3 separate regions of the Sus scrofa genome follow, and all the other regions are linked to region 1. The links are chromatin contacts, called in public HiChIP or PLAC-seq and promoter capture Hi-C maps. All regions are on one chromosome and are shown on one strand. Each heading gives the region's core, a stretch centred on a gene start, on an enhancer-like site or on the middle of the called end of the contact. The rest is flanking DNA. Distances are from core to core; before and after follow the strand shown. Region 1 holds the start of MICU2 (calcium uptake protein 2, mitochondrial). Region 2 holds the start of CRYL1 (crystallin lambda 1). Region 3 holds the start of SGCG (gamma-sarcoglycan).

What was found. Promoter capture Hi-C pulls out the DNA fragments that hold promoters and counts their contacts. HiChIP or PLAC-seq counts read pairs in DNA pulled down with a chosen protein or histone mark.
Region 2: an H3K27ac HiChIP or PLAC-seq map of alveolar macrophages shows a contact between it and region 1. The contact joins the promoter of CRYL1 here to the promoter of MICU2 in region 1. A contact is called at or near these places in 1 of 5 promoter capture datasets (fetal liver), 1 of 47 Hi-C or Micro-C datasets (embryonic fibroblasts) and 1 of 2 datasets of contacts at active chromatin or transcription factors (alveolar macrophages).
Region 3: a contact with region 1 is called in a promoter capture Hi-C map of fetal skeletal muscle, with 4 times the contacts expected there. The contact joins the promoter of SGCG here to the promoter of MICU2 in region 1.

What each region holds. Positions count from the first base shown.
Region 1 is chr11:1,499,047-1,501,746 of Sscrofa11.1, forward strand. It overlaps MICU2 (calcium uptake protein 2, mitochondrial), which reads right to left and starts at 1,347. Exons shown (of 12, transcript XM_021065452.1): 1 at 1,133-1,347. The coding sequence starts at 1,336.
Region 2 is chr11:923,869-926,588 of Sscrofa11.1, forward strand. CRYL1 (crystallin lambda 1) reads right to left here and starts at 1,297. Exons shown (of 8, transcript NM_213881.1): 1 at 1,216-1,297. The coding sequence starts at 1,265.
Region 3 is chr11:2,308,820-2,311,561 of Sscrofa11.1, forward strand. SGCG (gamma-sarcoglycan) reads left to right here and starts at 1,461. Exons shown (of 7, transcript XM_021065455.1): 1 at 1,461-1,666. The coding sequence starts at 1,613.

The DNA of each region.
Region 1 (2,700 bases), core at 97-2,596:
AGTCTTTAGTGTCCTGTCAGGAATTTTAAACACAAACAGGCTAGCAGTGGGCCACGAAACCACGAGACGGGTGAACGGAACCCGGAATCCACACTAAGGGGGAAAGCGAAGCAGGTTGGTGAGAAGGTGTGTCTGAGGAGTGGTAAGTCAGAGTGGCTTCAGAACGACAACGTTTTCAAATGTGGCTTATCGGGGAGAAGGAGGCACTAATGATTTCCGAAGCAGCGTGCATCATACAGCTAAAGTGATACTCTCGGGAAGATTAACCAGACAGGATGAAATAAGGTTAGAGAAACCTAAAATGAAGAATAAATTGAACTGCCAGACCCAGCAAGGTTAAAAAAAATGATATGAGACACTATTAGATGCTCCCACCTGTGATGAGAAATGGTATGTTGATGGGAGAGAGTTACTGCAGGTACTAACCAGGTGGCGTCTTAATTTAATACAAGTAAAAAATACTATCGGTCAGTACTCACTTTAATTCACAAGGCCTGCTTTCTTCTTTTTGTATTGCTGGGTTTCTCAGAATTCGAGGCATTTAGAAGAGCATAATGGAAATCCAACGAAGAAAAAGACTACTGCTTTTAACTTTTAAAAATTCCACACCAACTTAATGAAATGTCCATTAGAGATTTTCAAAGAAGTTGCTTTTGCAAATTTTCCAATGTTTTACGTGGCAATGTTATACCGAACCAGGGAATATGACCTTTACCTTCACACATGAAAGTCTGAGAAGAAATGCTTTGCTTGGGACTCAGAGTCCGCCTGAGCATCACGTTTATGACACGTCACTTACGTGTAACTAAGTGCAGCTGCTCACGGGGGACCATGAAACCCGGCACTCGCCAACCGGTCAGTTTTAGGGCTGGCACTTGCACTCGTAAAAAGGGCCCTACCAGGGCAGCCTGAGCACGCTGCGCAGAGAGCGCGCGGTCGGCCGCAGTCGCGGGCCGGGGCCCGGAGGACCGGTCGGCGGCCCCGGGGGAGGGGCCGGGGCGCGGACACGCCCCCGTCACCGACGGGCCGCGTCGCCAGTGGGGTCCGCGGTGCGCCGGGACGGGCTGCAGACGCCGCTCCTTAACCCCCTCACCCGCCCCGGCGGCGCTGCCGGACGGGGCCCGTCCCATACCTGGGCTACGACGGTGAGGCCGCCCCGGGGCGCCGCCACGTTCACGCGGCCGTGGTACCACGTCGCTCCTGCTCCCGCCAGGGCCACGCCGGCCGCCGCGGCCGCTACGGGCCCCGGGCCGGGCCAGGCCCGCCAGCCGGCTGCCAGCCCGCGCCGCAGCCTTCCGCTCCAGGCCGCCAGTCGCGCACCACCCGCCGCCGCCATTTTTGCGGAAGCGCGGCGGCACGGCGCCGCGTCCCACGGAGGCCTGAGCACTCGCGCGGCCGCGGTGTCGCGAGATCCGGGCGGCCTCCGCCCGCCCCGCCCCAGAGCCGGCGCTGAGCAGCGGCAAGGCGGGGCCTCAGGGGCGGGAGGGGGAGTGGGCGGGGCCGGCGGAGGCGTGGGCGGGGCGCGGAAGAAACGCCCTGCGGGTGCGGAGGAGAGTGTCTGCTCCGCATCCGCATCTGGAGAGCACGCTTCGTCCAGAGTTTAAAATTCGAAAACTGCCTGAGCTGCACAGATTTTCACGCTAATGAGCTCGCCCAGCCTCGAGTAAACAACAACCTTGTTTAAAAAATTATGCTCTACTTGTTTCACTTTAGTAGCTCATCAGACTTTTAAAAATGCGTTTTTAAATTGTGGTTAAAAAATATTCATAGCACTGCCATTTTAAATATTACATTTTAAATATACATAGCACTATCATTTTTTAGTGCACAGTTCGGTGGCATTAAGTACATTCACATTTTTGTGCAACCGTCCGTCACCACCATCCGTACCCAGAACTTTTTTCATCTTGCACAACTGGCACAGTGTCTTCTTTCATCCTTCCTGTCCTTAGATTCTTGTCTGCTCTCTGGTTTTTGCTAAATCTTATCCTATCCCTCCCAGCCGTACAGCTTTAATGAACTCCCAAAGTCGCACTCTTTCCTTCAGGCAATCACTATTTGCTGAATGTTGGATTTACAGTCTGTTCTAGTAAAGTGTTTGGTGGTGTTTAGTTCCCACTTGGTACCAAGTTGGATGCAGCAGCGCACCTACCCATGTCCCTATCATCAGGGACCTAGTCGTTTGCCCTGGTGCAGGCTTGGGGCAACAGGGCCGTCCTGGCTGTTTCACTGCTCATAAGAAAGGATTTAGCTGAGGCAGATGCCTTGGCTTTGTTTTGTAGTCTCTGATCCTCCCTTATTTGGTCTTTACTTTTCAGAGTCAATTACCTTAATCAACTTCGTTGGCCTCAAATGTCCCTGAGCCTTCAGGAGCTTTACTTGGGCATGCAGTAACTTCAGCCAACGTGAAAGTGCCAAGAGCCCCTATCAAGTAATCACTGACATCTCGGAGTTAGCAAAACAAACAAAAACCCCCAAAGGAAGAACAAGCGCCCCACTAAATCTAATCTGACCACTTTATTCCTTGGATCCTCTAGTCATGATCTGCCCTGAGTTCTTGCTCCCGTTTCCTTTGCCAGCTCCTCTCAGTGGGTCTGCATTTGGAGCTTCCTCACTTCCCCAGCTGCTGAAACCACTTTCCACTTGCCTTCCCAGCAAGGAGTAGCTGGGACGGTGTGCAGCTGTGTGAGCCAGACCACA
Region 2 (2,720 bases), core at 47-2,546, 580 kb before region 1:
TGCGAATGGACCCGCGAGTGGCTCGAGGGGCACCTGTACTGTCGGCTCCAAACGTCACTAAGCCTTTGTGGGGAGCTGGCAGGCCACCATTCCGAGGCCTAGCTGATAGACACTTGACCCCGGGACAAAAGGTGCAAGGCAAGCATGGCGCCCACACCCAGCACAAAGTGCACCTGTTTATATTCCTTCGCTAGGCAGCCACCCACCCACGTGCCTGGAGGGGACACAGACACACACAATTGCCCTGTCCGAGTAAATGCTGACCCAGAGCACACGCACCCTGCATACATGGGCTCTGAGGAGAGACCCAGACAAGGATGTGTTCTCAGGACCTGCTGTGACCAGGGCCAGGCAGGCAGGACCTCGGCAGCGGAGCCCGACAGACCTGGAGCCTCCCGGAAGGAGCGTCTAAGGATCAAGAGCAAGCGTGGAAAAGCGGGCGGATTGCTGTCATTGCCTGCCAACGGGAAGGGGCACAGAAACGCCTTTCTTTTCTTGTTTTTAAAATGAAAATAGCAGGAGTTTTAAAAGAGGGATGGGGGAGGTTCCGTCGTGGCGCAGTGATTAACGAATCCGACTAGGAACCACGAGGTTGCCGGTTGGATGCCTGGCCTTGCTCAGTGGGTTAAGGATCCGGCGTTGCCCTGAGCTGTGGTGTAGGTTGCAGACGCGGCTCGGATCCCGAGTTGCTGTGGCTCTGGAGTAGGCCGGCGGCTACAGCTCCGATTGGACCCCTAGCCTGGGAACTTCCATATGAAAGTTCAGAAAAAGGCAAAAAAAGAAAAAAAAAGAAAAGGATGGGAGCAAACCAGAAAACCGTGGACGGAAGTTAGACTGCCAACCTGACACACACGCTGCGGCAAACAGGGACCCCCCCCCCCCGGATCCGACGCCGTCGCCACCCCCAGGCGCGCATTCCCACCTCGCAATCCGATCTCAGGGCGGCAAACTGCACCCGCCGCACGTGACCCTCCCGCCGAGCCCCCGGGCGCCCATCCCTCCGACGAGAACACGCGGGTGCGGCCCCGGGGCCCGATAGCCCCTCACCCACTCGCAGTGCCCACCGACACCGTCCCTGCTCCGCCTGCCACCGCATCGCACGCAGCCTGGCTGTACCGGGAGCCAACTCGCCGCGCCTCGCCGTGCGCCCCGGCCCGCGCAGGTGGCGACCGGGCCACCCGCCTCCCTCGCGGGCGCGCAGGCTCGACCCCTTACCTGCCCACCACCGCCACCCCGTCGGCCGTCGAGGACGCTGACGACGCCATGGCCCGCACCGTGCCAGAGCCAACAGCTGCCGCGCGCGCCACCCGGGCACTGGCTCCGCCCGCGCCGAAGGGCGACAGGGCTCGGCGGGGCCTGGCCCGTGGGTGGGGCGCGGGCGGAGCCTCCACCTCTCCACGCCCCGCGCGCGCGCGCGCAGGGGCCCCGGGCCGGGCGGCGGGGGCGCGCCTTGTACTCGGGGCGGCGACGGAGGGGGGCGCGGGGAGCGGCCTGGCCCATCGGGCGCGCGCGGAACGTCCCCCTCCGCTCGCCCTGGAGCGCGCACGGGGGGGGGGGGCGGACCACGTGCTCCGGCCGCTGCGCGCTCCAGGAATTCGCTTTGCTTTGCTTGACTCCCCCACCACCACCCCGCGCCCCTAGAGTCATTGCACCGGGAGGGGCCACCTGCAGGCCAGGACCAGGCGCGACCCCTCAAAGACCCTCCAAAATTATCACTCGGGTTTCCTTCCCGTTTGAAGAGTTTAGCACCACTTCCGTCCACACGACCAGCGCAGGCGTAAGCCGAGGACCGACCCTGCTGAGTTCAGTTCATCATTCAGTTCTGGGAAGACCTGCCTCTCTCCGAGGGTGAGGCCGCGGCCCAGGAGCCTTGGGGCCGCAGAGGAAGCGCGGGTGGGCGGTCTGCCAGCCGAGGGCTGTGGGGCCGCCGCAGGGAGGGCCGCAGCGCGGAGCTGTGCTTCCTGCTCCGGGGCCCTGAGCTGCTTCTGTCCCCGAAGAAGGAAATGTCACCGTGCCACATCACACGTCCCGTGACAGCGTGTCCGCAGCGCACAAGCAGGGAAACGCCGGTCCTCCGGGTCAAGGCCCTTAGGCAGCGCTTGAGCGGCAACTCGGGTGGCAAACGGAGCCCCTCCTGTCTTCCCCGGTCGGGAGCAGAAAAGGGGTGTCTTACAGAGTCGGGTAACGGAGTGTCTGTACGCACCTGCATGTAGAGACACACTTGTATACTCCTCTACAGTATTTCTGTCACCTTGCACAAAATACCAGAATTTTTATTCGGAGGCATTTATGTATTTATTTATTTTTCTCTTTTTAGGGCTGCACCGCGGCATATGGAGGTTCCCAGGCCACTGGCCTACACCGAAGCCACAGCAACGCCAGATCCGAGCCGCATCTGCGACCTACCCCACAGCTCAGCAACGTCAGATCCTTAAGCTACTGAGCGAGGCCAGGGATCGAACCCGAGTCCTCAGGGATGCTAGTCAGATTCACTTCTGCTGAGCAGATACGGGACGACCTATGCTGAGGTATTTAGCTGAAGGACATGAGAATTTAGTTCACTCACAAGTGAGTCATTTGTGTCTGCTTTGTTTATAACCCCCAATCTGGAACGCCCCAGCCCTCCCTCATTTGACAAATGGAAACACAGTCTGTGGTGTGTCCTCAGTGGACGATGTAGAAACAAAACTGGCCACGAAAAGGCATCAACTACTGGTGTA
Region 3 (2,742 bases), core at 211-2,710, 810 kb after region 1:
TGCAGAAAATGAACACATCCTTAACAATTCACCTCAATCTACATCAATCTTACGCCTTCTCCTGAGAGTAGGTTAAAAAAGAAAATCGTTTCTATCACCTATGAGGTAGAGAATTAATGAAAAATTTCCTTGGATTTGTCTAGGAAATTGGCTTTTGATTTCTACCTTTGAAAACGTTTGTTTTAAGAAATGTAATCTGGAGTTCCCGCTGTGGCACAACAGGATCTGTGGCATCTCTGCAGCACCAGGATGCAGGTCTGATCCCAGATCCCGCACACTGGGTTTAAGGATCTGGCATTGCCACAGCTGCAGCACAGGTCACCACTGCAGCTCAAACCTGATCCCTGGCCCAGGGACCTCCATACGCGGCGATCAAAAAAGAAGAAAAAAAAAGTGTAATCTAAGAGTTGTAAATATTTCTGCCTTGCAATAATCTTTGCTACACGAAAAACACTTTTAAATATCCCAGCATCTTTATGTTTCCATTTGGTTTGAAATATAACAGCGTATCTCCATTTAAAAATGCATAAAATAGTCCAGTGATCCTTCCACGAACGTTTGGGAATTTACCTCCTTAGCACATTCATCGGACGCCTCCAACACCTAGGCCATTCCCAAAGACACCAAGCTACTGAAATCAAGTCGCTTTCCTGTGTGAATGAAGGGATGCGCGTGGATGTCAATGAGGAAACACCGACGCACTAAGGAAAACTACGCCACATAACCATTTGAGCGAACCTCTCCAGGCTTTAAAAAAGAGAATCACAGTACTTCTTAAAAGTAGCCCACGGGCGCTATTCAGGAGCCCCGCTCTGAATAGCTGGTCCCAAACTGTTTTTCTGCCGCAGCCAGTTTCTGCAAACCCCGAGGGGGCCTCCCAGCGGCCGGGCCGGGCCCTGCCGTGTGAACGGAGCCGGAGAGGTTCGCGGGGGACAAGCCGGGGGGACACTCCGGAACCCGCGAAGGGCCGGTCCACCAGCAGGGACGCCCTGCCACGCGCGGAAAGGGCGGCGCTGGCTCTGGTACCTCGTGGGCCGAGGTGGGAAGACCCGCCGCTTCTCAGCGCAGCTCGGAGCCCCAGATGCGCGAGGCGACTCAGCGGCACGGGAGCAGACCGAAGGCGCCCGGCGGGCGGCGGAGGGGCCGGGCGGGAGTCTGCGACGGGTGCGGGGACCCGGCCACCTGCGGGCAAGAGACCCGCGGGTGGGGCAGCGGAGGAGGGAAGGGAGCGTGCAGGAGGGACGGGACCGGAAGGACGCGAGGTCTACAGGCGCGCGGGCGATCGCGCAGATGCCCGCGATGCAGGCACGTGGACGCACGCGCGGGGCGGGGGCGCTCGGGGCGGGGCGCGGAGGGCGGGATCCTGCGTTGGCCCCGCCCCCGCCCCGCGTTGGCCCCGCCCCGCCCCGTGTGCTCCGCGGAGTCTGCGGCCCCCGCCTCCGCCGGCGCCGCGTCCCGGCGTCCAGAGCCAGCGCCGGGATGTGGGCGCCCGCGGCCGGGGGTGCGGCGTCGCCGCGGAGGAGCAGAGTCGCCGCGGCCGTCGCGGAGGGCGGAGGACGGAGCAGTAGCCCGCGCTGTCCGCGGAGAAGACGGTGGTCTCCTTCCACCTGGAATGAAGGGACACGCGGGGCCGGTCCGCGCCTCCGGACCCCGGGAAGCTGGGCAGGTAAAGAGGGCGGCCTCGGGCCCCCGCTCCGCCGTCGGCTCCCCAGTTTCCTGCCCCTACACTAGCCCCTGCGAGGTCGGGCACCCCCGGCCCCCCAGCTCCCGCCGGCGCCACGTCTCACCTGCCGGGCAGCGAACAGGTCTCCTTCCGCGGCTGCGGGGCGGGGCTAGGGAGCCGCCAGGTGTGGCTAAACCGTCCGCCTGTCTTTGCCCCAAAGACTTTGCTGGCCGAGCGGCACTCGGACTGGATTTGACTTTAGGATAGTGAGTTGTGTTGTGTAAGTAGGTTTTGCCCATCGCGACGCCCTGGGTCGCTGCCTAGTCCTTCGGGGTTAGGTAGGAGAGGCGGGGCACTAACCAAGCTTCCCGGAGGGGCACGGAGAGGTCACGTGTCTCACACCCTCTCCTCTGGGCTTGTGCTTTCATCCTCAAGCGAGTCTATCCACTACCCCAAAGTACCCATGGTTGACGTGTGCATACTGCATGTTATCACTTGGTTAAATGGGGATTAATTAGGACGTTGATAATAGCCCTTGCTGGATAGTTGATGTCCATAAATGCTGGGACAGTCATGTTGCATTTTTCTGTGAAATAGCTACTTATCAAATGATACCTGCTGGTGTTCCAGAAGTTCTTAGTGAGATGACTGTGCTTGTGCTGGGTGTTCCTTAAAGCGGATACATCTGTGTAAAGCAATTGAATGGAATTTTTTTTTTTTAAGCAAGACTTTTTATACGGCTCTTCATGTCCTTTTCTTCCTTTAATATGAGCGGGATATATATTTAAAAATATGAAAATAGATTTTACAGTATTATTCAAAAATCTTACCCAGTTCTCGGTGATGGAATATTTTACTGGAAGCTTCCGTTTGCCGCCTATTAAACCTGCCTCTCCAGAACACGTGCTTCCAAAGAAAGTAATTGCAAAGTGGCAGCCACTCACAGGTGTAAAACATCCTACAGTGGACTGTTAAGGTTGTGGGACAGTCCTGTTTTCAAGTATTTAACTCTCTCTAAATCCTGTGTTCTGGAGTTCCCGTCGTGGCGCAGTGGTTAACGAATCCGACTAGGAACCATG